Linked DNA regions of Pan troglodytes: region 1 is linked to region 2. The links are chromatin contacts, called in public Hi-C maps. All regions are on one chromosome and are shown on one strand. The core of a region is the stretch at or near the end of the contact, and the rest is flanking DNA. Distances in the headings are between cores, read along the strand shown.

Region 1 (7,483 bases), core at 2,758-5,257, 850 kb before region 2:
TTACATGGATGGCAGCAGGCAGAGAGAGCTTGTGCAGCAAAACTCCCATTTTTAAACCCATCAGATCTCATGAGACTTATTCACTATCATGAGAACAGCATGGGAAAGACCTGCCCCTATGATTCAATTACCTCCAACTGGGTTCCTTCCATGACACGTGAGAATTGTGGGAGTTACAGTTCAAGATGAGATCTGGGTGGGGACACAGCCCAACCATATCAGAGGCCTTGGAAGGAACCAACCCTGCCAACACCTTGATGTTGGATGTGAACTGTGAGGAAGTAAATAAATCTCTGTTGTTTTAGGCCACCTAGCTTGTGATATTTGTTACAGGAGCCCTAGCAAACTAACACACTAGGCTAGACAATGCTGCCGGGGACTGACATCTGCTCATGGGCACTTATGCCTTTGACTGTGGGCTGAAATGAGCCAGTGCCCCAGGTCTGCTGGCCAACATTGGTTCACAAGCCATCTCCTCCAGGAAGCCTTCCTTTATCCATCCAGGAAGAATATGGGGTCTCTTTCTCTGACTCTTGAACCCTTGTGCAGATTTCCATGAGGGCATCTTGCATCTGCCACTGCTTTTATAAATGGCTCTGACTCAGGTACTATTCAGCAGCTCCTCAGAGGGGACCAGAAGCATGTCTCTCCCATGGTTGTACTCTCTGAGTGCTGCACAGAGCCACCTGCACTTCTTGGCCCTTTTGCCTGCTGTACTACAGCTTCCCCATGGGGCTTATTGTCTTCCTGAGTTGCTTAGGATTTACTTCCTGGTTTTACCTGTCTTCTCCCACTGGCATGTGAGCCATGTGTGGCTGAGACATTTGGTCCATTTTGTCCCTGCTGCAGCTCCAGTGCCTAGGACAGGGCCTGGGACCTGGTAGTCACTCTATGCATTTTTGTTAATGAATAAATAAATGGGAAATAAAGGTGCAAATATCTCTGCTGCTGATGGGGATTCTGCTCTCCCAGAGGGAAGGTCTTGCTGTTTGGATGTGCCAGCTATTCTCTCTATAAGATCCACACTCAGCATTTTTCCTTGCCTCTATGTTCCCCAAATAAGGTGATTTTTGGCTTTTGCAATGAGTGTTTCTGAACGCTTCATGGTAATACTGTTCTGGAAGGCTGAGCAAGGGTTTGCTAGCCTGAAACTTAGTTTCACAGCCAGCAAGATGCGATCTTCTGGCTTTTCTGTCTTTGCCAAGCTCTAGTTAAATCTGGTGGCATGTCTAGTTGCAAGCTTAGTTAGTATTATGTTCCCCAGTTAAGGAGTGGGCTGTGTTGGTTCTCCCATGCTGTGCCAAGGATGGGATGGGCAGAGCCCCGCTGGAGGCAGGCCTTGCATCAACTCTCCACCGGTCCACACCTGGCCCACAGTGGGCCTGCAGCACACGTGCCTGTTGAATGAATAACAATGGGTTCCAGTTCTGCTGTCCTTTCTGCTGTTTCTCTCTCAGTAGATAGAAGTTTCTCTCAAACCCTTTTCAGAGTTGATATCATTCCCACGTGGGATGAGGAGTCGAGAAGGGGTAATTTAGAGAAAAATAACCCAAGGAAGTGAGTAGTCTCTCCTACCTGGTCTCTAGCCCCCTCAGTGTGCAGGGAGAGGCTGTGGAGTGGGCAGGGCACTGGCCTCGATGCCCTCGGAGTGAGCCCTGCTGCCCCACAGACAAGCTGAGTACCCTTGGGCACATTACTTCACCTCTCTGAGCTTGTTTCCTAATCTGTCAGGAAAGGATAACATCTACCCTGAAGCCAAGCTGTGCAGCTACAGTGGCAGAGGCATAGTAGATGCTCAGTAAATGTTGGTGTCCTTCTTCTTCCTGGAGGGATCATTCCAATCCAGAACTTAGGGGCTCGGGACAAGGCTGAAAATCTTGGATGAGTGGATTGACTACTGGTTTTTGGCTATTTTCATGTTCTCATCGAAAAATCATTCATTTAATCAATAGTCACGGTGCATGTCTCTCAGGCAGTCTGGAAGTCATCTTTTCTAGGTAAATACCAAGACAGGTCAGAGCCTGAGAACAAGAAATGAGTGTTCAATGCTGGCCTAAAAGTGTCTGGGGAGATTTGCTGGATGTTGAAACTTTCAGCTCTCAGAGCTTCTGACATGCTGCTGTTTTTTGAAGGTAATTTTTCTCGATGACTAGTTGTGCATTTCCCTCCATTAGTTAGGGGCCTCCCTTTTCCCTCCCACATTGAGAAGGGCAGTCAGTCACATCTATGGAAAGGTGCCAGGTCAGGCCAAGGGGCTGAGAGCTGCCTGGGTCCAAATCTAGAATTGCAGCGGCTGGTGATGGCCAGGTTCCCTTTCCAGTGGGCTCAATTCCTTTTCTTTTTCTTAGAGGATTTTAAGAAACTGTGTTCATTTGTTCATTTATTCATTCAATGAACTCTTACTACTTACCTCAACAGCATGCACACATGAAGACAATGCTTTAAGTGTTATTGTCAACTCCAAACATATTCCCCGGGTAGTCAGAGAAGGGAACACTAAATGGTGATGGGGTAGGGAAAGGTTTCAAAGAGTGGGGTGATGTTGGAGATAGGCCTTGACGGTTGAACGGGAGTTTGCCAGAGGGCGATATTCATCCCAGTCAGAGAGAACGGAGGAATAATGGATAATGGAGGAATTAATTGCAAAGATTCAAAGATGTTACCGATCTCAGCGTTTAGAGATGTTGATGTTTACCGTGTAACAGTTGATGACTGGTGAAGTTTTTGCCTGTGTGTAGGAGTGTTGGTGTGTAGGTATGTTTCTGTGTTTGGGGGAAGGATGTGTGTGTGTGTGTGTCGGGGGGTGGGATTAGGACGGGATGGATGGACATGTTGGTAGAATTCAGCATGAAAAAGCTTGATGTACCTGAATATCACTAGACCTTTGAGAAGAAAAGGGTCCTCCACTGAGACATGAAACAACTGGGTGGCTGGCGAAAAGCTGTCACAATAACAAAGGGTTCTTCAGAACTTCAGTGGTAGCCTGTCACCTGTCACCTTGCACCGGTTTGAGACTCTTTGAAATCTGGTGCCTGCCTATGCAGCTCCATCGTCTTTCTTCCTTCTGTGGCCCCTCCAGGACAGCTAAATGCTACGTTGAGGTCAACAAGGAGTAAAACCTACCCTAGGCTTTGAAGTAGTTTGTAATCTTGTCAGATGAAACAGGAGGCGGGGAGGATGTCACGCACTGGGCGTTTCCGGAGAGCCATCTGCAATCGCAGCCACCACTCTCGGTTTGCATTGACTTTTTCCTATTTTGTTGGGTTCAGACAGGCATAGTACAAAAACACAAGTTACCTCTCAAGCCATATTCAGCCATTCACTCAGCCAGCATTTATGTTCCAGGAACTATTCCAGCCTCTGCGAATGAGTTCAGAACAAGGAATGGTTATTCAATGGCAACCAATTCGTCCATTCTTACCCTTGGTGAAATTAATCACCTCCCTGAACCTCAGTTTCCCATCTGTAAGATGGGCATAGCAACTCTTTCCTAACCAGAAGGTACCTGTGGAAGCCTCTGGCTCAGCAGGTGAGAAGTGTGTTTGTGTTCCTCTCCCTGACGCCCTCCCTCAGTACTTGCTTCCCAAGACATTGCTTTCCTTTGTTGGGTCAGAGGTGGGGTGTCGTTCCCCTTGCCACCAGCAGATGGTGCCCAACAATCCCCTGCAGGGAACCGAGGCTGCCCGCCTCCCCCAGTCTCCCCACCATCCAGCTCCCTTCCACCCCTTCTCTGGGACGCGTCAGTCATTCCAGGTCCCAGGCAGAAAGTTACACAAAACACTTTGTGTCTGTCAGCAGATTCCTGGAAGGTCACGCTGAATGATGAATGCTCCTGGGTAGGATTGGAGGGCTCTTTTTTCTTTCTTTCTTTTTTTTTCCTTTTCTTTCTTTCTTTTTTTTTGTCTCCCATGAATTGCATCACTGGGCAGCCTCTTGGCTGTATTCAGCCGACTCCTGCGGTTTTTAGGCCTTTCCCAATTGTTCTGTGTCTGCTTCCTCTCCAGGACCCTTCTGGCCAAGGCAGGATATTCAGGGTTGGCTGTGGCCAGGGAGCTGGCCATTGTCTAGCACATTCCATACACACGCCCTGCCCAGCCCATCCTCCACTCCCAGAGCCTGGACAGACTGTGGTCCTTGGGACAGAGACCTGGTGCATTGATGTGACCCCAGGTGACAATCTCGCTGCCCTGATTTCCAGATAAGGGGAGCCTGGCCTGGCAGAGAAATGAGCCTAATTTCCAAAGTTGAATTTCCGCCAGGATCAGAGCCTTTATATATCCTGGTCTTCGGTGTCCCCCTTCTTCCTGACCACATATAGACTGCTTATGATATTTTTTAACTTTGCCAGCTCTTTACCCAAATTGAGTAGCCATTTTGCTTTTGTAGATATCCTGAGTTGGCCCCAATTTAACATCCTGACCCATCATCCTGGTGTTAGGTATTAGGACCATGGTCCTGATATTTTGCTTGAGGAAAATGAGCCATACCACTCAGAGGTGTGGCATATGTGGCATGTGAAAGCACCTTTCTCCTCCATCAGTGGCCTTACTGATGCAGGGCAGTGGGAGTGAGTGTATGTACGCAGAGCAATACAAATGAACCCTGCTCTCAAAGTCTGCGCAAAGGGGAGTGAGAAGACAGAGCAGGTGTAGTCCCTGGAGTGAGCCCTGCTGCAGAATAGATGGAAGGGGTGGGTCCAGGAACCCCGAAATGGAAGCAGCAGTGGCTCTGCTCCCCATCACCCCGAGCAATCACGTGGGGATTTGTGTCTGTCTCTGCAACTTTAGGCTCTGAGGATCTAAAGCTCTTGGTGCCCGGAGGGGAAATAATTATTAATACCATCAGGGAATACAGTAAAGAGCCCACTAAAGGTAAAGCTGCAGTTGCTGCCAGGTCATTTTGGGTTCATGTGCCAATAGATCACTGGGCAAGGAAAGGAGTTACTACCTCGGTAGGAGTAATGAACCCAGCAAGGTATGGTAGCTCATGCCTGCAATCCTAGCACTTTGGGAGGCCGAGGCGGGTGGATCACCTGAGGTCAGGAGTTTGAGACCAGCCTGGCCAACATAGTGAAACCTCGTCTCTACTAAAAAGTTAGCTGGGCGTGGTGGTGGGTACCTGTATTCCCAGCTACTCGGGAGGCTGAGGCAGGAGAATCGCTTGAACCTGGGAGATGGAGGTTGCAGTGAGCCGAGATCGTGCCATTGCATTCCAGCCTGGGTGACAGAGTAAGACTCTGTCTCAAAAAGAAAGAAAGAAACAAACAAAATAGAGTAATGAACCGTGCTCATCACGAGGAAACAGTGAGCTGCTGCTTTCATAATGCTTCACAGTGGGGGCAGGAGGAAATGTGTTGGGCATCAGGTGATCCCTTGGGCACCCCCGGCACTCCCACACTCAATTCTAAGAGGAAATGGAAGGTTCCGCAGCTATGGCCTAATAAGAACAAGAAACCCGGGGGCTAGACCCTCCCTGCACCCCGCTGCCCCAGGTGAAGATCTGGGTACCATCTCCCTCAGGAAAATCCACATAGCTCAGCAGACCTCCCAGCTGCTGGGGAGGGAAATGTTGTATCGCTGGTGGAAAAGGGAAATGGTGAGTTTCGGAGACAAACTTGGGACCCACTCAGCAGTGGAGGCGGCAGTTCATCCTAACATCCTTGCTCTTTTATGTTTCTCCAGAAATTGTGATCAACCAGAATCCAGAACACGCTGTGCTTAATGGAGTGAACTGCCTGTGAAGCGCAGGTGTGAGGGGCGGATGATAGGTGACAGTGCCGGTGCCCTCAGCGCCCTTTTACCTGACGGCTCACCCGGCCTACAGCTGCGCCCTTCCCTTTGAATCATCTTGGGTAACGGGTGCTGCTTTGGAAATGCCTGGAAGGTCATGTCCTTTCTCTGGGGATGGCTTCCAGCTGTGGTTGACTGATAGCAGGGGGCACAGAAGGCCAGACACAACTTGCCTCAGGTGGGCCGACTCTGAGGGTTTGTTTGGCCTCCACGTGGACTTCAGCTGAGCCTGTATCTTTGCTTGGCTTTTCCCACTGGCCTATTCTGCTTCCCTCTACTTAAGGGTTCTCCCAGGAGAACTCCCTTAATAAATCACTTGCACAAGGATCCCTGTCTTAGCCTTTGCTTCTAGAAAACCTGACCTAAGATAAATAGGTCGTGGGAACACGAGAGAAAGAGATACTTATTTTATCTGAGGGGTCAGAAGAGTCTTCCCAGGGCAAGTCTTGAAGCTGTGTGTAGGAGTCTGACTGTGCAAAAGGGTGTCCCAAGCAGAGGCGATGGCATAAGTAAGGTACAATCGTCGTGCCTCCTGCCTGAGAATAGCCAGCTGTTTCGTTTGGCTGGAGTGCTGAGCAAATAGGGTGGAGTGGGCTGTGAGTGGCAGGAGAAGCAGATGGGCATGACTATGTGAACATCCAGAGGAGGAGACTAGGCTTTAAGCTTAGATCTCAAATACTTCTGCATTCAATTCTTCTCTGGCTCTGTGGCAATTGACTCAGACCCCAGAGACCACCACTAAGGAAATAAGTTCCTATTAAGTTGGAATAGGAAAAACACCCTATGTCATATTCCAAGTCAATGGCAGAAGTAGGATATGTCTTAGTCCATTTGGGCTGCTGTAAAAAAGTACCATAGACAGGGTGGCTTCAACAAAAGTGCACTTCTCACAGTTCTAGAGGATGAAAGTCTGAGATCAAAGCGCCAGCACAGTTGGGTTCTGATGAGGGCCCTCTTCTGGGTTGTGGACTGCTGACTTCTCATTTTTACTCACGTGGAGAAAAGAGAGTGAATTAGTTCTCTGGCCACTTATAATGGCATGATATGGTTTGGCTGTGTCTCCACCCAAATCTTATCTTGAATTGTAGCTTTCGTAATTCCCACGTGTTGTGGGAGGGACCCGGTGGGAGATACCTGAATCGTTGGGGGAGTTTCCCCAATACTGTTCTTGTAGTGAATGAGTCTTATGAGATCTGATGGTTTTATAATGGGTTTCCCCTTTCACTTAGCTCTCATTCTCTCTTAACTGCTGCCATGTAAGACACGCTTTTCACCTTCTGCCACGATTGTGAGGCCTCCCAAGCCACGTGGAGCTGTGAGTACATTAAACCTCTTTTTCTTTATAAATTACCCTGTCTGGGGTATGACTTTACCAGCAGCATGAAAATGGGCTAATACCGTGCACTAATCCCTTTCATGAAGGTTCCACCCTCATGACCTAATTACATCCCAAAGGCTCCACTTCTAAATACTGTCACATTGGGGATTATATTTTAACATATCAATTTTGAATTAATACAACACTTAGTCCATAACAGGACATAAAACTCAAGCCCCCAAATTCTAGCCCAGGGATTTATCCTTTATTCATTGTTCATAATAAAATTCTAAAAATACTACTATCATATTTTTAACCTACTCCTAAGCTGTGGAGATGGAGATATTTTGATTCCTCTCTTCTTAAGATTTTTAAA
Region 2 (7,040 bases), core at 2,497-4,996:
ATGACTTGCTGCCCGAGTTGAAACACGGGAAATGTTGTCACATATGGTAAAGGCCTTAAAGTGATATAGTAGTCTTATGGTTTCTTCTCTAAAAGCATTTATTATTATTTGATCAACACACACAGCACTTAGTTTAGGGCTTCACATTTAGCAGAGGCCCACTGTGTGTTTGTAAATGAATGAACTAATGAGCAATAAAGTGAATGAGTGAGTGAAGGAGCAGCTAAATATATTTCAGAATAAAGAATGTTCTAGAAAACATGCACAACATGTTACTGACCCAAGACAACCGGATTTGTCCTACTGCAGAGTAGACTGGTTTAAATATATCCCCTTGTAATTATATAATCCTTTTTTAATTGCCACATATTTTATTATTGTTGCATACTGTATAGGACCATTCTTATAACTATGCTTAACAACTCCCACACACCTTGCCAATACTGTAAACATGTTATCTATTACTATTACTTCATGTTGGATTGCTTTCTGTGGATGAATTCCAACAACAACAATAGTAAAATAGTAACGGCTGCTTTTTTTTTTTTTTTGAGATGGAGTCTTGCTCTGTTGCCAGGCTGGAGTGCAGTGGCGTGATCTCGGCTCACTGCAACCTCCACCTCCTAAGTTCAAGCAATTCTCCAGCCTCAGCCTCCCAAGTAGCTGGGACTATAGGCATGTGCCACCATGCCCAGCTAATTTTTGTATTTTTAGTAGTGACGCGGTTTCACAATGTTGGCCAGGATGGTCTCGATCTCTTGACCTCGTGATCGGCTCGCTTTGGCCTCCCAAAGTGCTGGGATTACAGGTGTGAGCCACCACACCCGGCCTTGAGTTTTTATTATAGGCAAGACATTGTGCCAGATGCTTTATACACATCTTCCATAATTGCTATACATTAAGACAAAATTTCTATTGTAATTTCACTTTATAGATTAAAATATTCCAAACTTGACCAAAGTCATATGGCTAAAAAGTGAATGAATAAAGATCCCCACCCAGATCTTCCTACTACATGCTTTTTTCTTTTCCAATTTGCTAAGAATTACCGAGTTAACAGACATAACAAATATTTAAGGCACTTGATACAAATTATCTAATTTATCCTGCACTGCAATAGCTCCGTGAATTTAATCAACAAACATAGCACTAAGCCATGAATTTGGCCTTCAAGGACAGGCAGGAGAATGGCCACTGTGTAATTTCATCACAAGTCATAAATTCACTATTAATCCTGTACAGCATCACTAGAGGTTTATACTATTTCTGCTCTCTCTTTCCTTGGAAGCCCAGTAGTATCTACTCCCTGTGATCTGCAGCAGGATCTAAATCCCACATGTCACTTCCCAATGTCAGCCGTGCTTCGCCATCTCCTCTACTAGGAAGACCACTGTTGCTAGTTGTGTCTATCAACCCCTTCCCGATCTAATCCCAGTCAGTCCACTTTGCCAGCCACATGCCTGGCCACTGCTCCCAGCTGCCACTGCTAGAACATAGTGCATTACTAGAAATTTCAGAACATCCCACTCCCTTGCTTTTCCACATTCCTTCCCTCTGCCTGAAATGCCAACAACAATCTCTTATTCATTTTATTTTATGACTCATAGGGCTATTTCAAGGTCCATGAAGACAGGAAATATATTTTTTAAATCATTGTATCTTCATATCCAGTGTCTGGCACATAGTAGGTTTCAATAAATATTTGCTCTGGATTAGTTCAAGGTAATAAAAATCACATTTTCTGGGAAAACTCCCTGAGGTTCAGGAAAAGTCATTCCCTCCTCCATGCTCCCTTGAGGCCTTGATATTCTAATTGCCACATTGTTACACAATGACATTATTTGTTTCCCAGTCTTTCTGCCGGGCTAGACCCTGCGCTCTTGGGTGGCAGAGACCAGATCTTACTCATATTGGATCCCTAACACTCAGCACAGAGCCCGGCTTATAGTAAGCCTTCATAGATTTCCTGGAATTGAAAATATAATTCTAAAGCAACCACAGGAGGTGAGCAGGGCGGGTATTATGCTTCTCATCTTACAGATGAAGAAACAGGGACCTAGGGAGAAAAAACAAGGTCTTCACCCAATTTCCATTTGAAATCAGAGACCCAGCCAGGGCTAGCACACAGGTGTCCCAACCCCTAATTATTACAAAGCTCTCTTGGCCACTGCATAGAGGAGGCTAGGCACCTCTCTTTCTGACTCAACAGCAGGGGTTGCTTCGAGACTGTTCCTAACACAGGCCAAGTGTCTTCCTGGGGTAAGACTGGATTAGGGGACCCTGCTCGGTCAGTGGTCCTGGTGATCGCCTAGAGAAATAGATCTATTCTGCTGGGATCTGGGATTGAATCCTAGGCAGATTTGTGGGGAGTAGGATGGTGAGAGGTGCTGGAAGGCACGGGTCCACTTCTTAACCTTCCTTTTAACTCTGTGCTGCAGGGTGGAAGCTTTATAGTCAATGTCCTCTCCATCTCTGGCCACATTCCCAGGACTCCTGATCATTAGAGTGACTGTTGTCCCAAGTGGACATAATTATAAATAGCTCCCTTCTTTTACTGAAAGTGTCCTACAGTGGACAATAATTTAGTCCCCTCCTCCAGTGGAAAATATACTACGCGCATGCAAAAGCTCAGAGGGCTCCAGGAGTCGTCCCAACTCCCCTTTCTCAGTTCCTTGGGATTTTTTTTTTTTTAAGTTTGTCCTCTACTAGATCGCTTCTCATTCACCAGGATATCTTAGATCAAGGCTGGCGTTTGAAGCCTCTGCCTGAGTTCAAGCCCCTTTCTTCCTGTGTTCCTGTCCAAGCCCGCGGACTGGAATCTCCCAAGGAAGTTAGGAATAATTCGGGGGGGTGGCGAAATGGGGGGTGGAGTGGGGCGTGAAACTGCAGCCTTCACCTGGCTAACAGAAGAGGACTCAGGACGCCCAGCACCCTGGATAGGACCCAACAGCGCTCCCTGGAGGTGTGGGTGCAAAGTTTTGTCTAGCTTGGCCTCCAAGGCCCTCCAGGCAATGCACTGGGAAGGGAAGAATTAGTGATTAAATTTGACCTGAGTCAAAAGATGCCTTCAGTTCCTCTTCTGCTGAAAACACTAGAAATACAAGCCCAGGATGTGGGGATCGGGGGCAAGCGGTGACACCAACTAAAAGGAAGCAATGGATTTCCTTTTAAATAGAGAGGAGGGTGTCGGAGAGATACCATGAAACGAATTCTCGAAACTCCAGGCAGCAATACCGATGCAAGCGCATTCTTCCAAAACAGAGCTCCTCATTCAGGGCCACATCTGAGCCTGGGGGCCCAATGCTCAGAGCGTGCCTGGCTTTCTGGGGAAAAGCGCCAGGAACATGAACGAGCTACGAAGAGCTGGAGCGGGCGCTGCGGGAGCAGCGTGTGGGGAACGGCTCGGGAGTCGCTGCTGGTAACCCCGGCCCAGCCGCCCGCAGCTGGGCTCGCAGCCGACACCCAGCGTGCTGCGCCCGGGGCCCCGGGCCGCGGAAGGATATTTCACTTTGTTTACCTCCCCGGCCGGGCGAGGGAGCTCCGAGGCCGGTGCTGGCGCCCCCGACACGGAGCTGCAATGGCAGCGGCGCGGGGAGCCGCCCGAGGACTGGCAGCGGCGGGGCTGATTGATGGGCGCCCGGCGCAATGAGGGGGGCCCGGGCGGGGGCGGGGCGGGGCCGGCTCTGGGCTGAGCCAGTCGCGGGGGCGGCGGGGGGGGGGGCGGAGGCTCCGTGGAAATGTGTCGGTGACATTGAATGGGGAGACCGAGCGCGAGCGAGGCGCGCGCGCGCACACGCGCACTCACGGCCCCGCTCGCTCCGAGATCCCCGGCCACGTAAGTAACTATTAATACCGCCTCGCCGGGGGATGCGGGCGTGCTGAGCGCGGGGATTGGCCTCGGGCACCGTCGGCCGTCCCCTTTAATTTTTAAATACACGGTCCCCTCTTTTCTCTGGGGGGGGGCGGGCAAGCAAGAAATCAAAGAAGGAGGAGACAAGCCGTCAATTTTCTCCAAAACAAACCCCACCGGGCAATTTGGTCTCGGGGTAGGGGGAGACGGGGTGATTGCAAATTATTCCAGGACGAGATCCAGTTCTCCAGCGGGAAAGGGGCAAAGGAACGCCGCGCGTTGGAAGGGCCAGGGACGCAGCTCCCCTTGCAGCGCCCGCAGGACCCCCGCAAGCTCGTGCCGGCGAAATCGGAGACCGCCGATCTGTCCTCGTTCTCTCCTGCACGTCTGGCTGCATTCGGAGGAAGACCTGGGGCGCGAGCGAGCGGCGACAGCATGAGCCTGTGCTGACCTCCGCGCGGCGGGCCGAGCCCAGGGCTTTGTCGCGGTACCTGCGCCCAGCCCGCGCCGCAACTCTGTGCCCAGCTTTTGCAATCTTTTGTTGGCAGCGCTGACCGCACCAAGTTAAATGCTCCCTTGCAATTTTTCTTTTTTTTGTTTGTTTGTTTAATTTTTGGAGAGCTCGCGATCTTGGAAAAGCCTCAGACGCCATCTACAGTTAAAACGTAGGTAACTGCCCTCTCCCGCACCCCCCCCTTACACGCCCCCCACCCTTTCCACCAAAAAAAGGGGGTGCAGCGCGGATTCTGGCTGCCGTGCGTCGCCAGCCGGTAGACCCGTGCTTGTTTCCTTTCTCTTTTTGTTTGGCTTCTAACGCGTTGGGACTGAGTCGCCGCCGTGAGCGCCCCGAAGACTGCACAAACTACCGCGGGCTCCTCCGCCCCGTCTGCGATTCGGAAGCCGGCCTGGGGGTCGCGTCGGGAGCCCTGGCGCTGCAGCTCCGCACCTTAGCAGCCAGGGTACTCATCCAGATCCACGCCGGGGACACACACACAGAGTAACTAAAAGTGCGGCGATTCTGCACATCGCCGACTGCTTTGGGGTAACAAAAAGACCCGAGTTGCCTGCCGACCGAGGACCCCCGGGAGCCGGGCTCGGAGCAGACGAGGTATCCAGCGGCGCCCATTTGGGGGCTTCTAACTCTTTCTCCACGCAGCCCCTCTTCTGTCCCCTCCCCTCTCGCTCCCTTTTAAAATCAGTGGCACCGAGGCGCCTGCAGCCGCACTCGCCAGCGACTCATCTCTCCAGCGGGTTTTTTTTTTGTTTGTCGTGTGCGATCCTCACACTCATGAACATACACAGGTCTACCCCCATCACAATAGCGAGATATGGGAGATCGCGGAACAAAACCCAGGATTTCGAAGAGTTGTCGTCTATAAGGTCCGCGGAGCCCAGCCAGAGTTTCAGCCCGAACCTCGGCTCCCCGAGCCCGCCCGAGACTCCGAACTTGTCGCATTGCGTTTCTTGTATCGGGAAATACTTATTGTTGGAACCTCTGGAGGGAGACCACGTTTTTCGTGCCGTGCATCTGCACAGCGGAGAGGAGCTGGTGTGCAAGGTAAAGGGCCAGTGGGTTGCTTTTTGTCTTTGGAAGGGGCCCGAGGGAGCGGGAGGGCGCCAGGCCCTCGAGTCTGGGAGAGGGAGATTCGCGGGATAATTATCGTGGCCTTATTAAATGGGTTTATTTATTTATTTGCTCAGGTTCGGTAAGTTGCGAAGTTTTTAGACCGTTTCAGACAATGGGGCGGGCTGCAGTGGGGGCGTTTCGGGGAGAGCCCGGGGAGGGGAGGGCGGCGGGACTGCGCGGGGGCCACGGACACGCGTGCACCGAAGGCTCCAGGAGCTCTCTGCGCGAGGCCGGGTCCCGCTGCCCGGGGGGGATTTCTTCCTGTGTCTAGCCCCCTCCCCTTCCAACAAGGATTAGGGAATCCCCCGGTAATTTTAAGACTGATGACTTCGTTCTTTTCGCAGCCATTGTTCTTAGCAGCGGGCAGGTGTTAAACCTTTGTTCCGAAGGTACCCTTTAAAACAGACACACAAAGGTGCCCCCTTCGGCTGAGCCCAGGGGCCCAGCGCAGGGAAGGAGTTTACAAAGACCTTTCTTCTGCCTGGAGCCTTGAAAGGAGGGTTGGGGTGGAAATCAAAGCCTGAGCACTTTCTGGTGAATAGTGAATGCTTTGGGTCTTTCTCTCTGGTCTTGGTCTCTCTCCCCATCTCTAGACTTCCCTGTCTGCTCATCCCCTCTCTTCCGTGCCCCCCTGAACACACACCTTTGCCTGTAAGGTTAAGAGGCTCCCGTTTGGAGCCCTAGGGATCCGCAGTGGTAATACCACTGCGATGGACACTTCGGTTTCCTTTTTTGTCTTTAACCCTGAACAGTGACTGGTTTATGTATATGTGTGTCTGTGTATCTTTGTGTGCACCCACCGGGCCCCAGACAAGTGGATGAGGGGCGAAATAGTTGCAAAAAAGAAAATAACTATAATAGAGCATACTACTACCCAGAATTGGACCTAGATCAAGGAATCTTTGTCACTTAATTTTAGATTTGCTGACTGTTTTTTTTTTTTTTTTTTTTTTTTGAGGGGGTAAGGGGAGAGTGGGGGACCCATTCTGCCTTTGAAATGGTCACTGGGCACGGTTGTGCTGCAAATAACACATCGCGCTTTTGCCATTCACCACAGACTACTTTGTGGACTTGCCTTATTTCCTAGTGGACTGGAGTATTTCATTGCAAAATTTGGGTTTAGTGGAGATCTCCAGTCAGTTTTGCGATTGTTCAGTTCAGCCCTTAGGGGGAAATCGGAGACTCTTTAAATGTTGCCCTTTGCTTGTACTGAGCATTTGGTATTTTGCATCTTCTCTAAGTTATTGAGACCCAGAGCAACTGTGCCCGGTTAACCAAAATTCAGTAGCTGGATTGAATTCTCAGAAGTCTGCAAGGTTGCACAATAGGATAGTCATCCTTTGAAATGAATGAATTCCACAGAACTGCCACTCTTGTATGAAATATGCACAATCACCCAGCAGTGAATATTTTCATTCCTTTTGCTCAACTTCAGTACAGCATTTTAATATTTTTCAAAGGCTGGAGATGCTTTTAAGTATAGGGATTCTGCAGCCAAATTCTGCAGGGGCATCTGGCTGTTACTTCTTTGTTTAAAATCAGAGGTGACTCTGGCCTCTGCTC

What was found. Hi-C and Micro-C count contacts between places; a contact is called where the count stands out from the background.
Region 1: a Hi-C map of stem cell-derived neural progenitor cells shows a contact between it and region 2, with 6 times the contacts expected there. The contact joins the enhancer-like site here to the promoter of TRIB2 in region 2. A contact is called at or near these places in 1 of 7 Hi-C or Micro-C datasets (stem cell-derived neural progenitor cells) and 1 of 1 datasets of contacts at active chromatin or transcription factors (stem cell-derived excitatory neurons).

The regions. Positions count from the first base shown.
Region 1 is chr12:111,007,830-111,015,312 of NHGRI_mPanTro3-v2.0_pri, reverse strand. No RefSeq gene overlaps it. Among named protein-coding and RNA genes, the nearest start is that of LPIN1, 190 kb to the left of the region's middle. Within about 2 kb of position 4,007, at least 8 of the 24 cell types and tissues checked have an H3K27ac peak or open chromatin away from gene starts, as enhancers often do. A contact at or near this core is called in stem cell-derived neural progenitor cells, where this site is marked.
Region 2 is chr12:110,156,210-110,163,249 of NHGRI_mPanTro3-v2.0_pri, reverse strand. It overlaps TRIB2 (tribbles pseudokinase 2), which reads left to right and starts at 3,746. Exons shown (of 5, transcript XM_063789287.1): 1 at 3,746-3,835; 2 at 4,082-4,515; 3 at 5,153-5,408.